3 separate regions of the Hordeum vulgare genome follow, and regions 1 and 2 are each linked to region 3. The links are chromatin contacts, called in public Hi-C maps. All regions are on one chromosome and are shown on one strand. The core of a region is the stretch at or near the end of the contact, and the rest is flanking DNA. Distances in the headings are between cores, read along the strand shown. Region 1 holds the start of LOC123445309. Region 2 holds the start of LOC123445313 (auxin response factor 4-like). Region 3 holds the start of LOC123445312 (inactive leucine-rich repeat receptor-like protein kinase CORYNE).

Evidence for each region. Hi-C and Micro-C count contacts between places; a contact is called where the count stands out from the background.
Region 1: a Hi-C map of leaf shows a contact between it and region 3, with 5 times the contacts expected there. The contact joins the promoter of LOC123445309 here to the promoter of LOC123445312 in region 3. A contact is called at or near these places in 4 of 6 Hi-C or Micro-C datasets (leaf and seedling) and 1 of 1 datasets of contacts at active chromatin or transcription factors (embryo).
Region 2: a Hi-C map of seedling shows a contact between it and region 3, with 3 times the contacts expected there. The contact joins the promoter of LOC123445313 here to the promoter of LOC123445312 in region 3. A contact is called at or near these places in 4 of 6 Hi-C or Micro-C datasets (leaf and seedling) and 1 of 1 datasets of contacts at active chromatin or transcription factors (embryo).

The regions. Positions count from the first base shown.
Region 1 is chr3H:580,008,575-580,011,706 of MorexV3_pseudomolecules_assembly, reverse strand. It overlaps LOC123445309, which reads left to right and starts at 1,479. Exons shown (of 2, transcript XM_045122270.1): 1 at 1,479-1,647; 2 at 1,752-3,132. The coding sequence starts at 1,753.
Region 2 is chr3H:580,353,782-580,357,006 of MorexV3_pseudomolecules_assembly, reverse strand. LOC123445313 (auxin response factor 4-like) reads right to left here and starts at 1,433. Exons shown (of 15, transcript XM_045122275.1): 1 at 1,208-1,433; 2 at 1,004-1,110; 3 at 776-871; 4 at 588-644; 5 at 327-488; 6 at 155-239. The coding sequence starts at 1,250.
Region 3 is chr3H:580,191,428-580,194,676 of MorexV3_pseudomolecules_assembly, reverse strand. LOC123445312 (inactive leucine-rich repeat receptor-like protein kinase CORYNE) reads right to left here and starts at 1,435. Exons shown (of 2, transcript XM_045122274.1): 1 at 1-1,435. The coding sequence starts at 572. It overlaps LOC123440738 (a long non-coding RNA gene), which reads left to right and starts at 3,152. Exons shown (of 2, transcript XR_006630355.1): 1 at 3,152-3,249.

The DNA.
Region 1 (3,132 bases), core at 230-2,729, 180 kb after region 3:
TCTCACGAAAGCAAAATCGTGTCTCTTATAGAAAAAAAACAGGTAAATAGAAAAAAACCAGATAACGTGTTTTTTCTTGTAATTTTTTTAAAGTTTGTTTTTCATCAAAAACTAAGAAAGATCGATGAAAAAAACCACAAAAAAACCCGGAAAAACCAATTAAAAACAAAAACACGTGCGAAAAAGTACAAAAAAAAACGCTTAAAACACGACGCGTGATGACGGGTGAGAGCGCCAAGTGACGACGCGTGGAAAGGAGTGCTCCCTGAGTAACTGAACCGCACTCCTTTCACTCCGCTGGGTTATTCTTGTTTCTACCTATTCGGTCCACAATTTATACAAACGAGCACTCCGAAGCTGGCTATTGACTTGCCAGCCCATTCGCTTGTCCCTCTCGGGAGGCCTGGCCCACGAGGGGAGCGGTGGGGTCGCCGCCATAGCGTAGGCCACAGAGCGAAGTTGTAGAGCTCGAACCGACCATTGACCCCTATTGGGGAAGTCAATGCGCTCGCCGTAGCGGCGCCGAAGAGTCAAACCCCAAATCGTGGCAGAAATCGGCGTCCCCGCGCTAGGGTTCAGGGACACCTCGATTCGAATTCGTCCCCCGTCCCAGCCGATGGGCGCGGCAGGCGAGGTTCCGGCCCCGTTCCGGCTTCGTGCCATGGAGCATGATTGTCGATTTGTATCGACGGGGATCGAGTCCGGCTCTGACGAGGATTTCTGATGAACCGTGCCTCTAAAGATTCATGGAATGTGGCTATACTGATTGATGAACGTGACTCTGAATATTGATGAAACATGCCTCTAAAGATTCATTGACCGTGCCTCCTGTCACCGCATAACATATCCCCATTTGATTATTTTCTTGTATTACAACCGTGCCTCTAGAGATTCATGAACCGCGCCTCTAAAGCTTCATTGACCGTGACTTTAAAGAGTTTTAATATCTAACGCTTGCATTTCAGGGTTGTGAAACCGAGTTAAAAGTTGACATTTGATCGTGTTGGAAGCTCCCACCCATAATTTTGTTTGAAATATAAATTTTTAAAAAATACAATGAAAAAAACCCAAAAAGGAAAACAGAGAACCAACATACCTTGCCAATAAAGAAAAAACTGAAAACAAAAATACTTTAAAGGGTTAGCTGAAAAATGTACGAAACCAGAAATCGAAAAGAAAAAAACTAAAAAAGTCCCTCATGTTTCTTTACCTAGGGACTAAAAGGGACTTTTTAGTCTAGTCCCTGGGTAAAGAAACACCACCTAACTTGCCCTCAGAAACGATATTTTTTGGGTTATACCAAACGTGTTTTCTAGCCTGGCAAAGATATAACTGATTTTGCTTGGGGTCCAAACGCACCCAGTTGCTCGCTTGCTCTCCTATTGACTTGCCAGCCCATTCGCTTGTCGGTCTGGGGAGGCCTAGCCCACGAGGGAAGCGGTGGGGTCGCTGCCACACCGTAGGCCACAGAATGAAGTTGTAGAGCTCGAACCGGCCATTGACCCCTACTGGGGAAGTCGCTGCGCTCGCCGTAGCAGCGCCGAAGAGTCAAACCCCAAATCGCGGCGGAAATCGCCGTCCCCGCGCTAGGGTTCAGGGGCACCTCGATTCGAATTCGTCCCCCGTCCCGGCCGGTGGGCGCGGCAGGTGAGGTTCCGGCTTCGTGCCACGGAGCGTGATTGCCGATTTGTATCGCACGGGGATCGAATGCGGGGATCGAGTTCGGCTCTGACGAGGATTTCTGGCTGCAGGATGGAGGATGGGGACGGCGAGGCGGACCGGGAGGCGATCTCGGCGAGGATGCGGGCCGGGGACTACACCGGCGCCAGGACGCTGCTGCTGGAGACGCTCCAGACCAACCCCGGCCTCGACGGCGCCGTCGAGATGCTCGCCGTGCTGGAGGTCCTCTGCGCCGCCCCCGCCGGCCGCACGCCGCACTGGTACCGGGCCCTCCAGGTCCTGCCCGGGGACGGCGCCGCCGCCATCGAGGCGCGGCACAGGGCCCTCCTGGCCCAGCTGGAGCCCGTCAGGGACGCCCTCCCCGGCGCCGACCTGGCGCTCCGTCTCGTCCACGACGCCTACAAGGTGCTGTCCGACCCGGCCAAGAGGGCCAGCTTCGACTCGAGCAACACGGCGGGGGGTTCGGTCAAGCAGATGGCAGTTGGTGCGTTTAGCAGTGCTCACGCTGACTTGCGGCGTGATTCCATTTCGCAGACCGAACGGATGCATGTCGATGGGTCAGCAACTCCTCTCGGCACAAATCCTGACCTGGATAGAGTAAAAAGCGTGGACACGAAGCATGTTTGGCAGGTTGACCGACCATTTTTGGATGTAGGAAATTGTTCAAACGTGGCTAGTTCTTCCAAAACCAAGAGGACCGATCATTGCTTTTTAGGTGATGATGGTGAGTTCGAGTTGCCTGAGGAAAACCATGCAGACAAGAAGCTTAAGAGTGCATGGGAGAAGGACGTGTATTCTGTGTCCTCTTCGGAGGAAGATCCCGACGGCTGCTTTGCTGATCTCTCAGATGCCATACAAGATGACCCCTGCTCTAGTCAACAGTATGACCATCATAACTTTGAGGAGGACAGATCGATACACCAGTTTGCTACTGGCCAGATCTGGGCAGGTTATGACTGGGAGAAGTTTCCTCGCAGATATGCACGAATAAATAAAGTTTTGACAGATAAGATGCAGCTATATGTATCGTGGTTCAAACCATGCCCGCAATCTCATGAAGAGAAGGAGTGGTTAATTGCAAGCTTGCCATTCGTCTGTGGAACCTTCATTGCTGAAGAACGGCAAATGTCGCTATCTTCTCTGAGTATGTTCTCCCACGAAATATCTTGTGATAATGTAAATCAGCATCTTGAATTATATCCCCGGAGAGGAGAAGCATGGGCCATCTACAGTGACTGGGACATTGGGTGGTGCAGTAATCCTGAAATGCGGAAGAAGAGTGCCTTTTCTGCTGTAGAAATTCTTACCAGTTATTCAGAAGACTCAGGTTGTACAGTTGCACCCTTGGTAAAGGTAGATGGATTTAAAAGTGTTTTCCAGAGGTACATGAGGAGTGGGAGGGAGCAGGTATTACAAGTCTGTAGTGACAATCTGCTCATGTTTTCTCACATG
Region 2 (3,225 bases), core at 184-2,683, 160 kb before region 3:
ATTTATAGGCAGATTTGATGTGTTGCGGTGTCACTGATTGCAAGCTACAACCAAATGGTCTACTGAAGTTATCAGCTTCAGATCACACACACTGGGCATACATGGGGATGTAAAACTGCCACAGATCAGAGCAAGGCACGGAACAGAAACTTACCACGGAAGATATGGCGGAAGCGCCAGTCCATGCCATGCAGATCCTTTGCCACAAGCTCTTGTGTTGGGGGCGACTGGGTCATGTCCTGCCAAATAGATCAGGTCAGCAAATGCCGCAAAAACGAAGGCAACAAGCCCCATACGAATGATCTGGTGTAAAAATCGACATATACCAGGGAAGGGAGGCACTCGTCAGCGTGGCGGCGCAGCACGGAGAAGCCGCCATGCGTGCTGGTGTCGGATGCCGTCAGGGTCTTGCAGAAGGACCGTACCGCCGGCCTCGGAGGCGTGGCGCCCGTTGTAGAGGTCGACTTGTCCACCGCCATCTCATTTTGCTGAGGAATTGTTGAGAGGGGAGGGAAATTAGCACCTCGAGCGGAAGAGGACGAAAATACCCACAGTTTGAACCGGGCGAAATTCACGCTAGAGCTTACCTCCGGCTCCGGCATGAGCATGACCTGCGCGTAGACCTCGTCGGTGTCCGCCTCCGCCTGCCAAAATCCCCCATAAAAAAATCAGCTGACCGACTCGAATTTCGGAGCACACAAAACAAGGCCGAGGAAATTGTACGAAGGCGGGAGGGAAATTGAGCAAGGGAAAAGGGTGAGGGGTAAGCGGGCACCTTGAGCTCGACGTTGATGACCCGGCAGAGCAGCTTGGGCGGCAGATCGTAGAGGCGCATCTGGTTGCCGGCGACCTGGTTCATGGAGGCCTCCACCTGGAAAACCAAAAAAACAGCGCGAGAGCAAGGAAATTCAGCGCGCGAACCGAAGCAGAAGAGCCTCCCCGCGCCAAATCGCGAGGCGGGGGTAGAATTAAGCGAGGAGGAAGGGAGGCGGGCTTGACCGACCTGCTCGATGTGCCCCTGCGGGAAGTAGAAGACGAGGTCCCCGACGCGCGGGACGGTGACGAGCGGGCCGGCGCAGGCGTGCCAGAGCTCGTCGTAGAGCGGATCCCCTGCTCGGAAAACCAGCACCGGTAAGCGTCAGGAACCGACGAGGTGGAGTGGGAGGAGGATTACGGGCGCGCTGGCCAGATCCGGAAGCTTGCGTACCTGCGGAGGGTGCCTGCGGCGTCGCCATGGCGGGCGGCGGCATCTGCTGCTTCTGCTGGCCGGCGGCGCGGCGCGAGGAACCCTAGCTGCTGCTGCGCGAGGAGGCTGCGGGGAGGGAGCGAGGGGTGGGAGATGGAGGAAAGGGGAAGCGAGAGGAGGGGAGGGGAGAGGAGTAGTAGCGGAGCGGCAGTAGAAAGAGGAAGGAAATGTTTTGTGGGGAGGACGGGGGAGGGAGGGGGAGGGGATATGGGGTAGGCGGATTTGGTGGTGGTCTCTTTGTAGGGGGTAGAGAGAGAAACACACTCACCCACGCACGGCACAAAGCGGAGGGGAGGGGAGAGAGGGCCGAGCCGGGTAGGCGGGCGGAGGCGAGCCGACCCGTCAAGCCGAGCCGGTGTCAGTGGTGGTGGTGGCGGTGGCGGTGCTGGACCGTGGCGGTGACCGGACCGCGTGGACGGGGGGTCGGGGTCCGGCGGGCTCGATGGCGCGCGGTGGGGCCGGGGTGGTGGTCTGCGTTGCGTGTGCGGGGGCGGCCTGTCTGGTCCGGTCTGACCGAGGTGCAGCGAACGGGGTGGGTGGGCGCAGCACTGCCTGCCGCTGCCGCACCTACGGGACAGCTTTTTACGACCCAGCCCCATTCATTTCCCGCTGGGACGCGCCAGCCAGCCACCCAGTCAGTGCCCGCCCCTCCACACGCTCCCTCTTCCTCTCCTCCCCTCACTCCCAACATATTTGTTTTTGCACCATCGTCATTTTCTCATAAATGAGTAGATGAATGTGCTTCGGTTTCGTAGACGGGCGTGAATTCCGTCTCTACTGTTTCAGCTAGGCGTTGGCGACCCATTTAATTTAATTAACCACAAGTAAATTGAGAAGTAGTGTATTCTTGTGTTATAAAATATTTATTCCTTTCCTTATTTTTGTGGGCTTTGATTTGTCAGGAGTCGGGGGGTTTGTGTTCGTGTTTGTAGTGCGTCACTAATTAACAAGCTCGACGACCCCTAAAAACAATTAACAAGCTCGACGTTGCAGAAAAAGGATGGGGTAGTAGTATTTCATTTCGTGGTGGGTTGATGTGGACGTGCAAGGCGCCTGCTTTGCTTCCTTTGGCCACTTGGTTGCATCGCCGGGCTTTCTGCGCAAACTGATCGATCGGCGACAAGCGTTTCTTTCTTGCGCGGTAACGCGATAAGCGCATGATGGCAGCACCTCCTTTTCCATTTCCTCTTACGGGTGGGTGTGCAAACGTTCAGCGAGATGAGGCTACTGATTAATGCGGGCTAACTCGACTCAAACGAAAATTAGGGTATGATTGGTTTCCGGCCACATTTTGCCAAGTCAAAATTTGGCAGCCACAGTTTAATTGACATATGTTTGATTTTTGCCACACTTTATTGTTGCTATGGTCCATTTGTCATAGAATCTTTTTTTGCCAACTTTTACAAAAGTTTGGCGTTTGTTTTTTTAACCACACTTTATGGCTTGCCACACTTTCATGGTTTGTCACATTTTGACTTGGCAAAATTAGTATCCAACCAAACAAGCCCTTAGTGTGCAGCGATGTGGATGTCGGGGGTGTTATCATTCTCTTTTTAAAGAAAATAATATATACACCATGCTTTCTAATTTTAGAAGCCTTTTATCCAATTTGAGGCATGAATCATTCGATTTTGATCTGATCAACAATTTATTCTTGCCCTTAAATTTTGGAGCTCTCTAGTATGATTGAGGTATTTAATTTTGAATTTGATACATACTTTTGACCTGGTCAATATTTTTTTAAATCAATAGATAATACTATAAAAACATATCATCCCGCACATCTTTGCGTGACCTTAGAAAAGAGATGTCAACTATCCAAGTTACACTAATATAATACTTGAAGTCACCAAGACTACTATAATACTTGAAGTCACCAACACAAAAAATTACCACACATAAATATGGGTTAATTAACAGATAACACCGAATCAAACAACGAAAGGCTCGCCAAACACTGCACTATAAATAAAAAGAAG
Region 3 (3,249 bases), core at 186-2,685:
TGCACCCTCCGCATGTCGGACCTGGAGCCGCTCGCCGGCCGCGAGGGCGAGGGCGAGGCCTCGGCGCGGCTGGCGGCGGCGAGGTCGAGCATCTTGACTGCGACGGTGAGGTCGCCGTCGAGGTCGAGCTTGTGGTACGTCCCGCGGGGCCCGCGCGCGAGCGGGCGCGCGGAGGGGAGCGCGCACTGGAGGCTCTTGGGCGAGATTTGCGGGGTGAAGGAGACTGGGCCCCTGGCGACGGCCGGCGTGTTCCCGGCGTGGAGCACGGCGACGCGGATGGCGTAGAGGAAGGCGAGGGAGAGGAGGAAGCCGGCGAGCGAGCCGAGGAGCACGCCGAGCGCTATGCGGCGGAGGCGGGCCGCGCCGCCGGCCTGCGCGTGGGGCACCCTGGGCTGCGGCGGCGGGAGGGGCGCGGCCGGGGACTGGGTGGCGGGCAGGGGCTGGGAGTGCAGCGGTGGCTGGGATGCGCAGAGCGGGAGGACAACGGCGAGGAGGGCGAGGAGGAGGAGAGTGGCGGCGAGGGTTTTGGCAGGGTTCTTGGTCACCGCCGCCGTCCTGGCTCCTCGCGCCATTGGAGCAAAGAACCGATTTGGCAGCGGGGAGGAGAGAAGAAATCGCCCCACGGGAAATGCTCGAGGAATAGGATCGAAGAGCGGTTTTATCAAGATGCCATTTTCTGCATGTTGTGTTCGTGCTTATCAACAAGGGGGAGATGAGATTTATTGCGGTCGAAAGAGGACAGTGAAACGGAAACGAGCAAGCTCAGTCAGTGCAATGAACACGGCTCAGAGATTTTTGCAGGAACTAGGCACGGTGCCAAAACCATACCCGAGGAAGAAGACAGGAACGGCGAAAACGGCCCCCTTCCCCTCCTCCGCACCGCAGCAGAGCTGGCGTGCGAGAGAGCTCACGCGCCCCGCACCTCCTACCAAGACACCCGGACGGGCCTCGCCTTCTGGCCGTCTCTCTCGGCACGCAGGGGAGGGGAGGGGGAGCTTTAAGTCGAAACGGAACGGCGGGGCGAGAAGAGGAGGAAACAATCTCACAGAGGGGACGGAGGATGGCGGCCTGGGAGAGCAAAGCAGAGGGGCAAAGGCATTGGCGTGGGGAATCAAAAGGTCTTTTGGGTTGCCGGCGCATCTCTCAGCTCAGCCCCAGTGCAGCACGTACGCGCGCACGCAGCCACAGGACAGAGCATGAAGACCGGAGCCAGACATTCTCCTCTCCCGTCCGTCCGTCCGTCCGCCCGCCTGGATTCCCTCCCCCGTTTTCACCCCGCCCCGGTTGGGTTTACGTTTTACTACGACGGCCTCGTTCGTTCCGTTCCTCGGGGTAGCTCTAGCGGTGGCGGATAGCATCGGGAGGAGCGAGCGGGGAGAGAGAGAGACGAGGGGAAGGGGGAGCCCGAGACGGGGCAGGGGCGCGTGGATAACCGCGCGCCATGCCCAGAACCTGTCCCCGAAAACCTATTCTATACCGCTGTCCCTCCTCAAAGTCCCCCACACGCACGCCGTAGCGCCACTGTTGCCGCAATCAATTCCGGTTTACGCCCATATCTGGCAAGCTTCCTCCTGTTACCGTAATAATGGTAAACGGAATTTCGACCGGCTGCTTTGATCTATCTTTTTTTTACTCCCTCTCGTGTATATATAGTGTGGGGATTTCTTGGGCTGTCTTGTGTTTCCAGGAAACGTATGCGCTGAATGGACTGTTCCTCGTTTCGTTTGCATGTGCAGAGAGCAGAGGCAGTGGGGGTGAAAAGCGAGTACGGATGGTGGGGAGGGGAGGTAATTATGCCCGCGGCCCGTACTTTGAGAGCATTTCCCTTTTCCCGCCGCTTTTCTTTTTGTTCGCTCCTCTTTTCGGCCCTCGCGTCGCCGCACTGGCTGACCTGTGGGCCACCTCGCCCCACGGTGCCGTGGGACGGGCCCGCCTCTCAGTCTCGTCCCGTGCCTGCTTTTTCTGAAAAAATCTCGTCCCGTGCGTGTGTGCTTCTCTATAGATAGATAAACATGCTCTTTATCTCAGGAAGCGATGTTCAAGGGTATACTAGTACATGAATTACGAGCAAGTGGACAGCAAGGACATGTGTAGCACGATGATACTCAAATCGTGCGCATACGTGCACAGTCTAACAAGGGTGTTTGGATACGTTTTAGTCCCATGACTAAAAGTAATAAAGACTAAAACTTGCTAGCTTCATCCATGCTTGGATCCAAGTACTAAAGAGACTAAAATCAAGTTAATGAGCATTTATTATCTTACAAACCCTCCAATTCAGAGTTTGCATGAGGAGTTAAATGAGAAGAGATAGGACTAATGCACATTTTAGTAAGGGTACCCCTGACTAAAAGATTTTAGCCTCAAGACTAGTTTTAGCCTCTCTTTAGTGAGGAGTGCTTGAAACTTTAGCCTCTTAAGTAGACTAGTTTTAGGGTGTGTTCGGCACGGCTCCTACTCTCAAATTCTGTACGAGAGCCGAGGGAGCAGAGCCGAACGCCAAGAGCTCCAAGAAAATAGGATCCGTGGATCAGCAAGGAGCGGAGCAGAAAATAGACTAGCTCGGAGGAGCGACCCAGAGGTTGATTCTATTTTTGCGGAACCAAAAAGGCCCAGAGAAGTTAAGAGATATTACCCACCATTGCCATTACTAACCCTAAATCTCATACCGCTTCGGTCAATCTATTCCATATCTTCTCTTTCCCTCGTACAAGAAACAGAGATAGACGACCGGCGGCAGCCACGGCCGTCACCGAGGCCGCGACCGTCACCGGAGAGCTACGAAGACGACCTACTACAGTGCCGACTTTCATTTTCCATTTATCCTGTTAAGGTATGGCGCCCATCCCAAACCGTAGGCTGTAGATTGGTTCATGTTCACCTGTCCCAATTGCTTGTATCAAGATTTTTGCATCCCCTCTCAAATTCTAACAGGACATGTGTCAATATTGATTGAGGAAGTCAGTTCCTAGAAAAGCATGTATATTCAAGATAGATTTCAGATTGACTGTCGATAACTATGCACGAAGTGCAGATGTACGGCTAGATGTACTATCAGATTTGTAGGTAGTATTACTAGCTAATTTATTTATTGTGTAGGATATTTTCCCTTTCATATATTAGTAGTAATACTAGCATACTTGTTCGTGCATCTTCAATATATATTTTTTAGCAGCTGGTACTGCTGCTTACGTAATTTATGCCGAACACAGTAGCAATGGAAGCAACTGCTGAGTGGAATGAAGAACA